Regions from separate parts of the Gossypium arboreum genome. Here all the other regions are linked to region 1. Evidence: chromatin contacts called from public Hi-C data. All regions are on one chromosome and are shown on one strand. Each heading gives the region's core, a stretch centred on a gene start, on an enhancer-like site or on the middle of the called end of the contact. The rest is flanking DNA. Distances are from core to core; before and after follow the strand shown. Region 1 holds the start of LOC108465021 (probable NAD(P)H dehydrogenase (quinone) FQR1-like 2). Region 2 holds the start of LOC108465020 (geranylgeranyl pyrophosphate synthase, chloroplastic-like). Region 3 holds the start of LOC108465036 (NEDD8-conjugating enzyme Ubc12-like).

Region 1 (2,879 bases), core at 137-2,636:
CGACATTAAAATCATCTACTTTAAATGGTAAAAACCTAGCCATGAGTAAAACTGGAAGCAATTGTCTTACGTTTTAATCTAAGCTAAGAGTTAAACCGTAGTTGTTTAAAATAAAACCTACAAATTAAAGGATTCAGCATACTTGTAATAGAAAGAACAAAGCCTCTGAAATGCAACCAAAACCATCCAACTTACGCAGATTCAAGATAAATCTTAGCACTTACAAGTAAACATAAATTTATAGGATAAGTTTACTATTATAGCCAACTTGTATCTTCATCTATTTGATCTCATGAGACATCTACCATAACTTGTAACCTCTGAGCTAAACGATAAACACTTTGTTCAACTCTAGATGTCAAACTAGGTAACATGAATCATCTACGAGGTATTTTCCATGATCCAACTTTCTTAGATTTCTCTTGTGAGATAACAAATTCAGGAAAGAACAAAGGTAAAGAGAAGGAAAACGACATTATTGATGAAAATTTCTCTGCTGATGTGGAGGGGTTTGGGGAGCAATGTATTATCTAAAGTAACCAAATTTATGGAAATTGTCGACCATTGCAACAAAAACAGAGAAAGTTAATCAAAATTCCAACTTACGCGGTGGCCTCTTGGCCGCCTCCTTGAGTTCCAGTACTAACAAAGAACCCAGCTGGCTTCCCGGCCAGAGTCTGCTCCTTCCAAAGCTGTCCACTGGAATCGAAAAACGCCTTCATCTGAGCCGCCATACAGCCAAACCTCGTCGGAAACCCAAACAGAACCCCATCCGCCTCCGCCAATTCCGCCGCTTTAATCTCTGGAACCTCGGGGTTTTTCGACGGCACCTTCATATGGTCCAGCACATCATCCGGGAGCGTCTCGGGAACCCGATAAAGAACCGCTTCTACACCTTCCACGCCGTCGACCCCTTTCTTCATCCGCTTGGCCAGTTTCTCCACGTGACCATACATGGAGTAGTAAACAATAAAGATTTTTAAAGTGGCGGTAACTGATTGCGCATTCGTAGAATTCACAGCTACACTGGCAGTTTCGTGAGTTTCTTCATCGGCTTCGATGGGTGCGTTGTTGGTGGCGGTAGTGGCAGTGGCAGTGGCAGAGCCTTCGGCAGAGGAAGGTTGTCTCTTTTTGCTTGGGACACAACCTCCGCCTTTGCCCATGGAGGATTAAGGGAAACTGGGAGTAGACTTATGGGCAAAAATAAAAGCTTGAGGATTAATGAAAAGGCTTAACCTTACTTTCTTTTTGTATTCAAACTCCAAACATAGATGAAGAAGAAGATTCGCTGTTTCGCACGCTTTTTTACCAACTTATAAATATAATATCTATTTGGCTTAAACATTCAAATGGTGCCCCAAGTTATTCACTATTATCACTTTCATACCTAAAAAGTTTTAGGATATTACTTGAAATTCACCACTTTTATCATCCCTGCATCTCAGCCGTTTATAGTATATGTACACTTATTTTTATTATTATAAATCTAATCTATGACTAATCTAAATTAGTATTCAACCACTCAATTGAGTTATAGTTTAGGAAGTTTTATGCATTTAGCCTTAAAATGTATTAATATTCTTTTTGACACAATTAATAATATCGTTTTATTTGGTTAAAATATGTCACAACTCCATGTATTTTTCAAAATTAGGAATTTAGTCTCTGTATTTATATTTCATGGAATTTAGTCCTTCTACTTTTCAAATTTTAAAATTCATGTCCAAATATTAACATTGTTAAATTTGTTATTGTGATATTTTTCAAATAAAAAAATGTTCACTTGGTGACCATGTAATTAAAAAATGACTTTATAATTAACTTGAATTTAACAAAAAAGTTAATGGTGTTACCAATTAGACCTGAATTTTAAAATCTAAAAAGTAGGGACATTAAATTCCATAAAATAAAAGTATAATGAATAAATTTCTAATTTTGAAAAGTAGAAAGACTTGCGGGGCATTTTAAGCTTTTCAATTTTGCAGAAATTAGGTGAGAAAAATAAATAGTTTTAGTTGTAGATTTAAAGACTTCGTAGTTCGACGCGTGTCTTGAATTTTTTTAAGTATAACGATGTTGTTTAATTTATTAATTTCGACAAATTTTAACTTTATAATAAGTTGGTGTAGGACTTATCCTCCAATCACATCACCATTGACTCGGAGTTGAGTTGAAGCTTTGCTTTTAAATGGTTGGATTTTAATTTTGATTACTTTTTTGTCACGTTAATCAAGATTGAGTGTATCATGTTCATTAAAAAAAAAAAAAGAACAAATGAAATCACCTACTCTTTTGTCTATAAAATATTTTAGGTTAAAATACATCCATATTTCAGTAAATTTAGTCCCGATTTCAAATTTTAGATATAATTATTAATACTATTAAAATTATTTTATTAAATTAAAGTTCATTACAGTATCTCTTTTAATTATATTGCTACTAAATAGGTATTTCTTTTATTTTAAAATTTCACTCCAATGAATTTAAAAGAAAAAATTTAACTGCTTAATAATTGGATCTAAATTTTAAAAAGAAGTAAAAGACTAAATTCCTACAAATAAAAGTACAGAGATTAAATTCTAAATTTATAAAGAATACAAGAACATATGACATATTTTAACAATAAAATTTATCGTTAATTAATGAAAATAAATTATATGAGATTGGTTTAGTTGTTTAATATAAAAATTCACGATATAAATATATAACAATATCCAACTTTAGTTGTAATTATACTTTTTGTTAAAATACACCATAAGTCTTGTTCATAAATTTTGAATTACTTTTCAAATTTTAAAATAGAATTTAATTGTTAATATTATTAAAATTATTTTGTTAAATTCAAGTTTATTACAACATTGTTATTTTAGTTACCGACT
Region 2 (2,879 bases), core at 160-2,659, 470 kb before region 1:
GGGTCAAATCCTTGAAGCAACTCTATCGCATCAGTCTTCAACTTCTCAGCAAACTCCTTTGATTTCTGTATCCCCATCAACTTTGGATAAGTCACTTTATCAGCCACCAAATCTTTCCCTGCAGTCTTCCCTAATTCCTTAGACGACTTGGTTACATCAAGAATGTCATCCACAACCTGAAACAAAAGCCCAATGCACCTTGCGAATTTCCTTAACTTTTCCACCTCCTCATCACATCCACCTCCAACAATGGCGCCCAAAACCACTGCCGCTTCGAGCAAAGCAGCAGTTTTGTGAACATGAATGAATTCTAAATGATCCAATCCCACATCTGTTAGCCCCTCACTAATTATGTCCACGACTTGACCAGCCACCAACCCCTCCCCTCCAATAGCTTTGGCTAATTCCCCAACAGCTCTTACAATCCTGGAAGGCGGAACACCAACTGTAGAAACAGCTATATGTTCAAAAGCAAAAGCTAAAAGAGCATCCCCTGCTAACACAGCTATATCCTCACCAAAAACTTTGTGGTTGGTTGGTTTTCCTCTACGAAGATCATCGTTGTCCATGCAAGGCAAATCATCGTGGATTAAAGACATGGTGTGGATCATTTCAACAGCACAAGCTGCGGGCATAGCCATGGATTCCCGGCCACCAACAAGTGCACAGGCTGCTAAACAAAGCACCGGACGTACCCTTTTTCCACCTGCTAAAAGGGAGTACCGCATTGCTTCGTGGATTTTAACAGGGTCACGGAGTGAAACAGCAGATTCCAAGGCTTGGTTAACTGCACTTGCTTTTTGAAGCATGTAGGAATTGAAATCAAAGCTTGACTTTTGAGGGTCTTGTTCTTCTTCCTTGACAATGTCTTCTTTGGTAAGGACTGAGGTAATGGAAGGAAGAGAAGTGAAGTTCACTTTTTTCAGGGTAGAAGATGATTGAGTTGTGAGAGGATTGAAGGGAAGAGATCTAAGTAAAGGAAAGGATTTGGATATGGAAGAAACTTGGTTAGACATGGAGTAAGACTGAACCCAATAACCCAGATTCAATGAAGCCATTTTGAAAGATTGGGTTTTTTCGATTTCAGAAGCACAATAACAGCTCGACGGGGATGAAAATAGAGAACCAAGAAACAAATAAAAGTAGCAAATTCTAACGTAATTTCCAGTTTTCAAATACTTAAAGATTGAATTCTGCAGCCCTGCAATGACAAGTTGGACGAAAATGTTAGTACTCTTATGTATGAGGGAGAAGGAAAAGGGGGAAGAAAAGCTAAAATATTGATGGCAATGGCAATGGCACTGGCAATGGCAATGGAGATTGGATGAGCATTAGTTTTTAATGAGAGCCAAAGAAGGACAAAGATTGGATTTTGGGATTTGGGTGGGCAACTGGGCATCTTGTAGCATCGGCATCTTTTCTAACGCCCCACCAATTACTTATTTATTATAATCCTCAATTTTTTTATTTATCCTTCAAATCCAATAATAAATTATGAGTTTTTTGTTAAATAATATAATAAATAATACAGCGTTTATTATCGACTATATTACAACACAGTTTGTATGCCCATGCAATGGCATGGCATAATATGTTAAATTATTGTATAATTTCAAAATTTATTTTTTAACAGAAAAAATATCATTTTTAGATTTCATATTTTTAAGAAATTTAGTCAAAATCCAACATTAAAAACATTCATTGATAACATATAATATAAAATCATAAAAACACCATATAATTCTAAATACACTATCATATTAAATTAAGAAAAAATATAAATAATTTTAAATATTCTGTAAAAAACAAATATAATCAAATAATCATTTTCTATAAAACATAAAATAATCATTTGATCGAACAAAACAAATCATTTGCTATCTCTAGAAAAGATGGGTTTGATAATTGAATTTTGTCCACAACCAAATTCTAAAAACAACAAAACTGCCCACTTGAAATCAAGATTCTCTAATTAAGATGAAGATCCCATTCAGAAAAAAGAAATTCAAGGTTTCCTAATTTAAAAATTTTCTTTAAGAAAAGGTTATATAGTAGACTAGATTCTAGCCATACACTAATAAGACGAGGAATTGAGATCTTGGCGGGATTTTTTTCCCTTTTTATGACAAGAAAACATGAAATAATATATATATATTGCCTTAAAAGGGTGTAAAATTGACCATTTTATTAAGAAATGCCCATTTTTTACTTTATTTAAAGAAATAGGTCACTTTATTTATTATTTACCGGAATGACCGAAAATACTAAAATGCATCTACATGGGAGTGTTTTAAGAGAAAATTCTAGCAAAATATGTCCCTGAAGGAGCGCTTTTGCCATGTCAGCAAAAACGCACTAACGTGGACGCGCTTTGCTGACATGGCACAAGCGCTCCCTCAGGGAAGCGTTTTAGCCCATGTTTTTTATCCTCAGGGTCATTTAAAATTTTGCCTGTTGGGAGTCCAACGGTAAAACTTATATATATAAAACCCCCTCTTATTTTTTTCACACAAACATTTCTTCCAAAAATTTAAAAAAATCTCTCAAATTTCTCCCTAAATTTCTCAAAGCTCTCTTTAATTAACTATTTCCTTTAATTTTTTTCTAAATTAGTATTATTTTTTTTATAATTTCTAAGATATTTGATCGTGTTAGCAATGGCCGGGGAATTAATTCGTCTCGATTATAAACATATCTCCGTCGAACAAATGAAAATGATAAGGGTTAATTTCAATTTTTGAATATTATTTAATATTTTTTCATTTATGTAATTTTAATTATTTTTTATTTTATAATTTTTTATAACAGTTTATAGATCGGGTGTTACAATGTTACATTCGTAATATGTCTGATCCTCCATCACTGTTGATAGAAAATTA
Region 3 (2,879 bases), core at 258-2,757, 330 kb before region 1:
AAATTAATTATAATTAGTCATGATCAAATCAAATTAAAATTGATTGAAAGAGATATAAGTATTTAATTTTAGTGATAAATTTTAAAATTATACATAATTTTTGATTTATTGTGCAATTTTGATGTATAAATTTTGTGTAATCATACATATGAAATTTTGATTGTAATTTAAACGTATACATAAAACATTAATTTTGATTGAACTCTATATATTTAAAAAATAAATACATTAATTAATTTATTTATTAGATAAAAATAATTATTTGTGTATGCTGTATGTAAAAGTAAAATGTTTCTATATAGATGATTATATCATTAATTTGTGAAAATTAAATAAAAAATTTTTATATATAAAACTACGTAAAATAGAAATTTATGTAATATTATATATTTAATCAAAATTTATATATAATTTTAAGATTTATCTTTTAATTCTATTAAAATCAAATAAAATACTAAATAATATTGTGTAATGACATAACAGTTGTTAAATTATTTTTTCACATAACACAAATTTAAGATATTACATGCCAATAACAAGACCGTTCCTATAAGTTTTTTAGTATTTCTTTTATGCACTTTTATTTTTGAAGTTATTTTATTCATTCTTTATTTCCAAATTTAAGATATTAAAATTTTAATTTTTTTAAATTCTTAGCATTATATGGTTTATAATTTTATTTAAATTGATAAATATTCATATATTGTTTCAAATTAAATACTAAAATTATGGTCATGGAATAGTCATTGTTTCCATATCATATTGATCTTATATATTTAAGGTAAATAATAATTAAAATAAATGTAATTTTTTAATTTTAAAAAATAAAAGAAAAACCATTAAAGTTTTTATATATAAATGACATGATTGATTGTATATGGTAAATTATTTCCTAAAATAGTACCCTCAAGCTATCCTCTCATCCTTTATTTTTTTTCAAGACTTAATTAAAAAATTACCTTCTAAATTATATATGTGTTCACTTAAACTTTTTTTTTTTTTGGTTAAATGTAGCATTTAAAAATTCTCTCCCCGTCCCTCTCTCAGCTCCCTACCACCAGTGGTCTCCCCTCCCCCCTCCTTTTCGTATCAAATTCTTCCCTTGGGCAAAACTTTATATCATGGAATTATTAGTAAACATGGGAAGGAATAGCAAAGGATCCAATCCAATATGGGAATGATGTTTTTCATGATTTCATCGAGTTCAGGGGGGCTTGCTCTAACTCCCCTGGATATCTCAAGCTAGATTGTGACGCAGCCTTCAACTCTTAGGCTTTTAAAGCGAGCATCGCATAATAATTTATGATTTGATCACAGTGGCAAGTGATCTCCTCCTCGACAATCAAATTAGACAACAAAATTTAAAATGACACTTGGGATTGGATTGCTAAAAATACTTTGTATTCCCACTGATTCGCAATAAATGCAAGTGAATATTAAAAATATAGGTGAAATGTCGTTGAATTTTGAAGCACATTGGTTTGATTACAAATATAAGGCCGCAAAACTGCAGACGCTAGTTTTTCACCAAAGAAAAAAACAAAACAAGTGGGTCCATCCTCCACTCCAGCTTTCGTGTCATTTCCTTTCTCTCTCTTTCCTTTACTTTTCCTTCAGGCATCCATATCCAAAACCCCCTCCTTTTGTCCCTTCTCTTCATCAATTTCCCCTTAGTTTCTGCTTTTTTCTTTAAAACAATAAAGATCCCTTAGTTCCTTCTTTTCTTTCTTCGGCTTTTCCTCCAACAGGTTTGTTACAATATCATAAATCCAACACACTACCTTTTTTTTTCTTTTTTTCTCACTTGCTCTTTTAATCGGCGTTGATTACTTAAGTCTTTTGTTAGATTCATTTTCTCTTTTCTTTAACGATCTCTTCTATTTTTGCAACTAGTTGTATCATGAATTATGATCTGTTAGAATTAATTTCATTTTGAATCTCTTTTTGTTGTTCAAATTCTATTATTGCAAAGATGGGGAAAAAAAAGAGGCACTTCTTTTGTTTTTTTAAGTAGTTTTAAATTAGTCTAGTTAAAATAACTTCGGATCAGGTAAATGAGTGGTCTTATTAAAAGAAAATGGATTCTGATCGTCAACAGCTCAAAAGTATGGAAATCGAGTTTGATAATAAAGGCTAGATTTTTCAGTTAGGGTTTGTTAAGAACAAATGTTTTTGTTTTAATGCTTTGGTTTTGAATCTTTAGATTCTGAATGGATATTGCTTTGCTGCGGTAACTGGAATTTGATGTTAAGGCTATGGAAATGAATGGGTTCACTTTAAATTTTAATATATATGTAGGAGTTATGATTCGGCTGTTTAAAGTAAAGGAAAAGCAGAGAGAACTTGCTGAAAATGCAAATGGGGGAGCTCCTACTAAAAAGCAAAGTCCAGGAGAGTTGCGTTTGCACAAAGGTTTGCTTCACATATATAATGGATTGAATTGTTTAAATTTCCTTTAGTTCTGTGATAGAGATCCATTATTTTTTATGATTTGGTGCTTTTGGTGTGTTATTGCTAATTTTCTTTAGCTTTACTGATCTATTCAACTATATGTTGTTCTAGCACTGAATCTATTGGCTCAAGAGCATCTGGTGTTTGATCCTAGTGTGATTCTCATGTTTTATTTTGTCTTTCTACGTGTAGATATTTCTGAGCTTAACCTACCCAAATCTTGTGCTATAACATTTCCAAATGGAAAGGATAACCTGATGAATTTTGAGGTTTCAATTCGACCCGATGAAGGATATTATTTGTAAGGAATTTCTTTCATGCCTCTTATTTTAACACAAGTTTTCTTTTGCTCTCTAGCACAAATTTTTTGGTTAAAGTTTTTGTTTATTGGAGAAGACATGACATGCTTATAAGAGTTTTTTTACGTT

The links. Hi-C and Micro-C count contacts between places; a contact is called where the count stands out from the background.
Region 2: a contact with region 1 is called in a Hi-C map of leaf, with 5 times the contacts expected there. The contact joins the promoter of LOC108465020 here to the promoter of LOC108465021 in region 1. A contact is called at or near these places in 2 of 5 Hi-C or Micro-C datasets (both in leaf).
Region 3: a contact with region 1 is called in a Hi-C map of leaf, with 3 times the contacts expected there. The contact joins the promoter of LOC108465036 here to the promoter of LOC108465021 in region 1. A contact is called at or near these places in 2 of 5 Hi-C or Micro-C datasets (both in leaf).

The regions. Positions count from the first base shown.
Region 1 is chr11:28,364,862-28,367,740 of ASM2569848v2, reverse strand. It overlaps LOC108465021 (probable NAD(P)H dehydrogenase (quinone) FQR1-like 2), which reads right to left and starts at 1,386. Exons shown (of 2, transcript XM_017765323.2): 1 at 607-1,386. The coding sequence starts at 1,163.
Region 2 is chr11:28,830,119-28,832,997 of ASM2569848v2, reverse strand. It overlaps LOC108465020 (geranylgeranyl pyrophosphate synthase, chloroplastic-like), which reads right to left and starts at 1,409. Exons shown (of 1, transcript XM_017765322.2): 1 at 1-1,409. The coding sequence starts at 1,058.
Region 3 is chr11:28,697,097-28,699,975 of ASM2569848v2, reverse strand. LOC108465036 (NEDD8-conjugating enzyme Ubc12-like) reads left to right here and starts at 1,507. Exons shown (of 6, transcript XM_017765340.2): 1 at 1,507-1,748; 2 at 2,299-2,412; 3 at 2,644-2,752. The coding sequence starts at 2,304.